2 separate regions of the Mus musculus genome follow, and region 2 is linked to region 1. The links are chromatin contacts, called in public promoter capture Hi-C maps. All regions are on one chromosome and are shown on one strand. Each heading gives the region's core, a stretch centred on a gene start, on an enhancer-like site or on the middle of the called end of the contact. The rest is flanking DNA. Distances are from core to core; before and after follow the strand shown. Region 1 holds the start of Gc (vitamin D binding protein). Region 2 holds the start of Cxcl1 (chemokine (C-X-C motif) ligand 1).

What was found. Promoter capture Hi-C pulls out the DNA fragments that hold promoters and counts their contacts.
Region 2: a promoter capture Hi-C map of liver shows a contact between it and region 1, with 3 times the contacts expected there. The contact joins the promoter of Cxcl1 here to the promoter of Gc in region 1.

Annotation. Positions count from the first base shown.
Region 1 is chr5:89,456,403-89,460,249 of GRCm38.p6, forward strand. It overlaps Gc (vitamin D binding protein), which reads right to left and starts at 1,496. Exons shown (of 13, transcript NM_008096.2): 1 at 1,259-1,496. The coding sequence starts at 1,316.
Region 2 is chr5:90,888,578-90,892,637 of GRCm38.p6, forward strand. It overlaps Cxcl1 (chemokine (C-X-C motif) ligand 1), which reads left to right and starts at 2,668. Exons shown (of 4, transcript NM_008176.3): 1 at 2,668-2,803; 2 at 2,893-3,016; 3 at 3,132-3,212; 4 at 3,931-4,060. The coding sequence starts at 2,734. The coding sequence ends at 3,946.

The DNA of each region.
Region 1 (3,847 bases), core at 246-2,745:
TCACTCGCTGCTTTTTCAGAGGAACAGGGTTCAATTCCCAGCACCCACATGACAGCTCACAACTACCTGTAACTCCAGTTCTAGTGGATGGCACTCCCACACAGGCATACATGCAGGCAAAACACCAACGCACATAAATTAGAAATAAAGTCAAGACTGAGTTTATTCTTGCCATCATTAATAAGTGATAATTCCCAGGGAGGCATATACTGCTGGTTAAATGTGTTATTACTATAAATATACATGAATGGTTTGAATGCTGCTGTCAAGAAAGAGTACTAAATGAACATCTTAATTTGACAAATCAGAGTGTGTGCAGATGCCCTTATAAGCATCAAAAAATAATCCAGAGATGAAAATTATTCAAAGGGAAATCTATAAAATAACACCTAAACTGTACAATAAAAGGCTAAATTAGGGTTTAGAGATCATCTGGAAAAAAATCAATGGAAACATCTCTGGAAAGTTTTCCAGTTGCAGAATTTATGAAGTTACACACATGTCCTGTGACCTGCTAGCACTGTCGGAAGCCTCAGAACACTGCAAAGGCCAATGTCCCAGGGCAAGGGTGATTTCCATGAAACACCACCCCTGTTACCTTGTTTATTATTTTATTTCAGAGATACTAAAGTTTCTTATTTTGTGTGAGAGGTATTTTTAAAAACTCTCGTTCCTTGCAACTGCTGAAGAGTACGATCCTCTAAGGAGGATCAAAGAGCTCTCTCAGCTGGCGTCTTGTACCACTGACATCGTGATGATACCAAGGAGGGTAAGCATTTGGGAAATAAAAATGCTTAGTTGTGTACCAGAGGCCCCGGTTGCATTATAGATCTTACTTATCCAATGTGGGGAGGAAAACTGAAAGCTTACATAACCCTACTTTCTTTTAGGAGTTGTTTTGCTTGTTTTCAGATGGTCTCGGGCAGCCCAGACTAGCCTTGAACTCCCTATGCAGCCAGTTCACCAGGGAAACTTGAAATCCCAAGATCCTCCCACTCTCACCTCCAGTGTTCTGAGGTTGCAGACATGCACCGCCATACCTGCCTCTATCTTTAGTGAGCTACTTATTTCTTATGTGTGGGGAGCATTTCTTACTAATGCTACATGGCCCAGCTGAGCTCAGATCGATCCCTCTTTGTTCCTTCTTTTATTGTCTTCTAGAGCATCCACTATTTCTTCTGTTAGTTACTCTTCAAGTTTTAAAGTGGCACTGGGAAATTAAATTAGCAATAGTTCTTAGTGAAAAGAGGAGCCTTACCTCTCTCTAGAGCGTGCCCAAAGGCTAAGGCCAGCAGGAGAACCAGAACCCTCTTCATTCTGCGACCAGAGAGTCTTGCAGCACCTCCTCTCACCTGCCGGCCACCACGCAAAAGGCAGGAGCACAGGATTTGCAAACGATCCTAACTAGAAACTCATCAATTATTAATCTCTGCCCAGAAGCAAGGGACAATCAGCCTTGTTCCCAAAAATAGATAGTAATATCATCATAAGGCAAATAGATACCCCTGGGGAATATGGAGGAGAGTCTGGGAGGTTTTAATCATTAACTTTGTCACTGGGAAAAGCCAAGGCATGTGGATACTTTCCCACTGCAGTTTTTCCATGGCATCTACTTAATGTACCAGTAGGGGTACACTTCCCTATTCTATATGGAGGAAAAGATATGTCTATGTCTTCTCTGGGTACTCCCTACCACTCCTATGTATTGATGGAAAAATTGGGAGCTGTGTTTCTTCCTTTCTTTTTCCTCCTGTTCTCCCTTTCTTTCTCTCTTTAAATCTAACACAAATAAGCATTATTTTAAAATATCACAGATTAGATATTTTAAGTTATGAGTAAAGAGCAAGAAGCCAGTTAATTTATTGCAATTCTCTAACTCCATGAATTTAATGTCATTAGGTAATTGTGGTGACATCATGCCTTATATCTATGTGTTACAGTGCACTATTGAGTATATGTTTAGAATAGCTCTTGAGATGAGAAAAATAATAGATGGAGAGCTTCAATGGCTGGCTTACCATTGCACATGAGCATGTGAGTACCCACCACACACACTCACACACACGATGTGATGTAAAAATCTTAGGACCACTGCAGATCAGTTAGAGATCCCTCTACTACCATGTGTTTGACATATTTTATAATAGCATAACTAAAAAATTCACAGGGACCTTTTAGGACTTGATATCTTGCATCTCTATCTTAGAAAAGAGAGTCTTCCCTCATGTGAATCCTGTACCTTGCCCAGAATGTCAGATATTGATCTTACACTGACATTGGGTCCTCAGGTTCAGGAACCACAGTCTTAGCCAGCTCTTATTTCTGAATAATATAGATTTATTTCTCCTCTCTAGACCCATTGTTCAGTTGTGAACTCTTAGGGGGGGGGTTGTTGGTTTATTTGTTGTTTATTTATTTATGTATTTATGTATGTATGTATGTATGTATGTATGTATGTATGTATGTATGTATGTATTGCTCTTCCCTTAGTGTGGGATTAAGATGAACCATGTGCCGGATATCTAATGCATGTTTGCACGCATTAATGTTCTTTCATTTCTCCTAGTTATTCTCCCTGACTACTCATGTTTCCAACATCTGAGGATAGCATAGGAACCACGGAAATCTACATTCCATTTGAAGATTTAAAATTCAACCCCATGTCTGGGCTCTTAAAGATAGGTGCCTGAGAATGCCCTTACCAATCAATTCAGTGGTTAAAGATTAGCTGTGCAGACAGAGTCCACCAACATCTCAAACCACAGTAAACAGTTACCTGCTTAGTCAGATCAACAACTGTATGGGAAGTGAGTGGGTGTTAGGTTCAGTGGTGTAAGATTAAATAGGAACTATTTCTTTAAAAGCCAGTGGAACCCACACAGCAGAAGATATCAACAGAGGCCACAAGCATTGCTGAAGACACACAGGCAGCTTCCTGCTCACCCACTACCTGCGTTCTGTGTAAAGGTTAATTTCATGTGTAATACAAGCCTGCATGATTTTCTTTCCCTTGCGAAAGTTAATTTAAAGGAAGTTTTATTCTTAACTACAAATATTTGGAAACAGATGTCTCAAAATATCAAAACCACCAAGAACACACAGATTGGTACAATTGTTAACAGGTTTGTATATTTTTAATGCCAAGATTACACTATAAATATCATTAGAATCTACATAGTATCTCAGTCATGTTCTCATAATTTGTTTTTTAAAAGATACATTTAGACTGTTTTCCATGAGTGCTTGCAACAAAATTTAAGACTAGCCCATATCTATTTTTTTTTTCAAATTATAGCTCTATCTGTGTTTTGGAAATACACTCTTGCTGTTTAATGATAAACTACATGTTGCAAGAATTGCAACATCTGAATTAGGCACATTCTTGAGAAATCTCCACACAAGCTGCCAAAAACAACTTTCAGGGATGCATCTGTCTTTTTCTAACTGAAGATCAGCACAAATGCACCCATTTCAGTCTGACCTTGGTGTCTCTTCTTACTCTTCTACTGCTGTCCTAAAGTAGAGCAGAAATACACAAAAGTGGCCTAAAGGACACCTTGTGTGACAATTGTTAGTAGTAAATCTAATGTGAAGAAAACTGAGACCAAATCAAACTTCAGAGCCTGTAATAGAACAAGCATTGTAGAAACTGATGAATTTATTGTAGAGATACACATTTAATTAAATATTTAGGTAGTGGACTTGTACAGGCATGTTCTTTATATAGGTAATTTATTTAGGAGTGAAGATGGCTCCAATGCTCTTATCTGACCTTTGTGGGCACTTGCACATATGCCACACACACACACACACACACACACACACACACAAATTCAAATGAATAAAT
Region 2 (4,060 bases), core at 1,418-3,917, 1.4 Mb after region 1:
GTCTTGTGCAACCATCACTGCCATCCATTTCCAAAATGCCTTCATCATATAAATGGAAACCCTACGTCTGTTTGATAACTTCCATGGCTGGAAAGATGGTTCAGTGGGTAAAATACTTGCTGTCCAAGCATTGAGACCTAAATTCACGTGTCCAGCACCAAAATAACGATGAGGAGTGACTGAATGCATGTCTCTATGATCACAGCACTGTGGAGGCCTGGATAGACGGGCAGATGCCAGGGTTCGGCAGCCAGCCAGTCTATCCAAAGCTGTGAGGTTAATGGGGAGCCCTGACTCCAAATCAAGCTGGAAAGCAATCAAGATAAACATCCCAGTGTCAACCACTGTTTCCACATGCACCCTCCACATACATCCAACACACATGCACACACATACAAACAATAATAATAAATTTCTAAATCCCTTTCTCCTGGGCAACCACTATTGTACGTTCTGTATTTATGCCTTTCCTTTTACTGAATGGAATGTATAAAATGTTATTTTTTAGTTTCAATAATTTCATATCTTACTGGTTTGCTTTAGTTAACATTACTTTCAGTAACTTTTACTTGAAGGATACTTTACAGATGTTAAGTGGTTGTATTTTTATATTAGTTCTATGAGGGACATTTTTGAGACTTAATAAAGATTGGAAATGTTTTACATTGACTGTGTACATTCACTCATCCACTTGAGTGTGGATGCGCATATGTTAGTACAGGGGCCGGCTGAGGCATCAGGCGTTAGCTGTCCCTGGAGCTGGAATTACAGATGATTGGGAATTGCCTGATAATTGAACTTACCTCTTTTGCAAGAACAGAACATGCTCTTAGCTGCTGAGCCATTCCTCCAGCCCTAGTGAGCTTCTATTTTTAAGACATGACTCCAGTAGGTTGTTCTGTGATTTGCAGCTTGTATATATCAGCGGCATCCAGCTATAGTAAAACAAGGAGGAATTCTCTTATCACGGTACCCTTCAAAACAGCTAATCTTAGGAAGTTTGGAAACAGGTGTAGTGCTTGGTGAAGGACTCTCCTGTGCAGATGGCTACCATTTCCTTGCAGAGACCTCAGGGAAGAAGGGAGTAAGACTCAGCACAGATGACCTCTGAACTCTCATGGGGCATTAATCCTAATCTGAGTACCCCACCTTTATGATCATTCAATTTGTTGCCAATAAAGTTGTAGAGTACCACGTCTCTTCCTTTATTTGGTAGCTATTTGCAAAATGCTTAAATAGCACCCGGATGCTAGCACATTTCATCTTAGTATATCAGCTCTGTGAAGCAAATGCTACTATTGGCTTTCTTTTACAGATGAGAAACATACTTGAGGTTGGAGAGATTGCCAGTGACCATTGCGTGGGGACTCGTTGAAGCTGAAGTTTTAATCCTAATAGTCAGGCTGCCTCTGTAGCTCCACATGTAGAGTACACCCAGACCAAGGGTTTCTTACATGATAGCTCCAGTTCTCCCTCACAGAGACATAGAATCAATGGATGTTCAGCTAGGATCTACATTCAAATACCAACAATGACAAAAACAAACACAAACAAACAAACAACAATAACGACAACAATCTGGAGACCTAAGACTGCATTCAGGCAGATTCTGAAATTGTTTAAATAGAGAGCAACAAATATGTCAGTAATTATCTAAGTCTGGTGTATTGGCTCCTGAGTCTAAGAAGCACTTGGAAGGTGGGAGGAGAAGGCTTGGAAGTTCAATAGCTAGTTCTAGGTAACCCTGAGTAGTAATTAATAATAATAATAATAATAATAATAATAATAATAATAATATTCAAAGACTCAGTTTTACAATACAGATAGATTCAGATAGCATGAAAATAGTTGTACAAGTAGACTAATAGTTATATAAAGCCATAGCCCTTTGCTGTTAGACTGGTGCTTGTGACATCTGTGGCCTTTTATATCTAGGAACCCCCTCCTCAGCCCAGAAAAAAACCCACAGCTTTCCCGTGGACTTTCCTTAGTCAAAACAAAATATGACCTGCTATACAGCAGGGTAGGGATGCTTCAGGAACCACACCGGGAGTTCGGACTTTCGGGAAGTTCCCAAGCTCAAAAAACAAAGAGGAGATTGCTACAGCATTCTAAAATAAACAGGGACCTAACCTTGACAGTGATCTTTCTCCTCACCCTCTTCACATGCCTCCCTGATACAAACCACCAACTGTGATTTACCACAAAAACAGTTGGCAAAAGCAAACCACCTCACGTGGGATAAGAGAGGGTAGATGTCTTTTTAAAGAATGCGTTAATCTGCCACACTCAAAAAACAAGACAAGCTTCCATCCCCGCAAATCACTGTAGTACACCAAGTGGAATCCTAGGTGGCGTGGCGCCCACGTGCACATAACGCGTGTGACCCACCTCGCCCTGAGCACTGGAGACTCTGAAGTCTCACTACTCCTCCCCCCCCCAACCCCCCAGCCGTCACTTGTCCAGCGAAGCACGTCACTCCCTCCCCTTTGGGACTTTGGGGCAAAAAGCAAAAATCCCAGAGTCTAATCCTTGGGAGTGGAGCAAGGGGGAGGAGCGATGTCCTTTCCGGTTGCAGGGAAACACCCTGTACTCCGGGAATTTCCCTGGCCCGGAGCTCTGGAGTTTCGAGCATAAAAGGGGCTCGCGGGAGCCCTAGAGCTCCACAACAGGACTCAGAGCCTCTAACCAGTTCCAGCACTCCAGACTCCAGCCACACTCCAACACAGCACCATGATCCCAGCCACCCGCTCGCTTCTCTGTGCAGCGCTGCTGCTGCTGGCCACCAGCCGCCTGGCCACAGGTAGGTCTCGCCACTGCCACTGGGGGAGGAGGGACCTCTGGTGAGCGCAGCCTCCCACAGTCCCGCTGACCAAGAGTCTTCTCCCATAGGGGCGCCTATCGCCAATGAGCTGCGCTGTCAGTGCCTGCAGACCATGGCTGGGATTCACCTCAAGAACATCCAGAGCTTGAAGGTGTTGCCCTCAGGGCCCCACTGCACCCAAACCGAAGTCATGTGAGTATCTTCCCGGTTAGCTTCTGCCACTTCCAGACTCGCCCAAACCCTCCCGCGCCCCCACACTTCTCCTAGTGGGAATGCCTAACATGTGGGTCTATCCTTCTCTCTGCAGAGCCACACTCAAGAATGGTCGCGAGGCTTGCCTTGACCCTGAAGCTCCCTTGGTTCAGAAAATTGTCCAAAAGATGCTAAAGTGAGTTGTGACTTGTGTTTGTACCCGAGACTAGAGTCAAGGGTGGGAGTACTGGCATATGACCCCTGAACGTTAATTCTATCAAGGAAAGTCTGTGTTTATCAGGAGGTCGGAAAGTTGTGGTTATTATTTTGGTAATTGACCTTAATTTGAGATCATTAATTGGTTCTGATGCTAGAGAATTGTGTCCTCTTGGACACAATTACTATTGTATATTACACAATTACTATTGTGTATAATTATTACCACACTCAAAACCCCTATGCAAATGGTCAGTGGCAACAGTTCCTAAAAGATGGAGAAGTCGCCAATAGCCTTTAAAAGTCTCCTTAGGGGCTGGCAAAGCATGCCCGAGCCTTCTTTTGCCAGTGAGATTTCCCTGAGTTCAAGGCTAAGGTCTCTGTGAATGTTACATAATTTATTGAATTTAAGCCAAGTAGGGGAGATAATAGCAGCTATATCACAGAGTTGTGAGTGAGAGAGGATTAAAGTCACACTTGTAAATTAACCCATGCTGAAGTAGGTTTTTGTTTGTTTGTTTTTGTTTTTGTTTGTTTTTGTTTTCCAAGTCAAGTGATTGACTCCACAGGAACCGACAGTACAGAACTCTGGGTGCAAGTGTAGACATGTAGAAAGCCCATCTGGAGCCTCAGGGGCTGGAATAAAAGAAGAAAGGCTTTGATGACTATTTGTAACAATGACTCTTTTCTGATTGCAGAGGTGTCCCCAAGTAACGGAGAAAGAAGACAGACTGCTCTGATGGCACCTGTCTGGTGAACGCTGGCTTCTGACAACACTATACAATTTCTTTTGAGGGTCCTATTTATTTATGTATTTATTTATTCCAC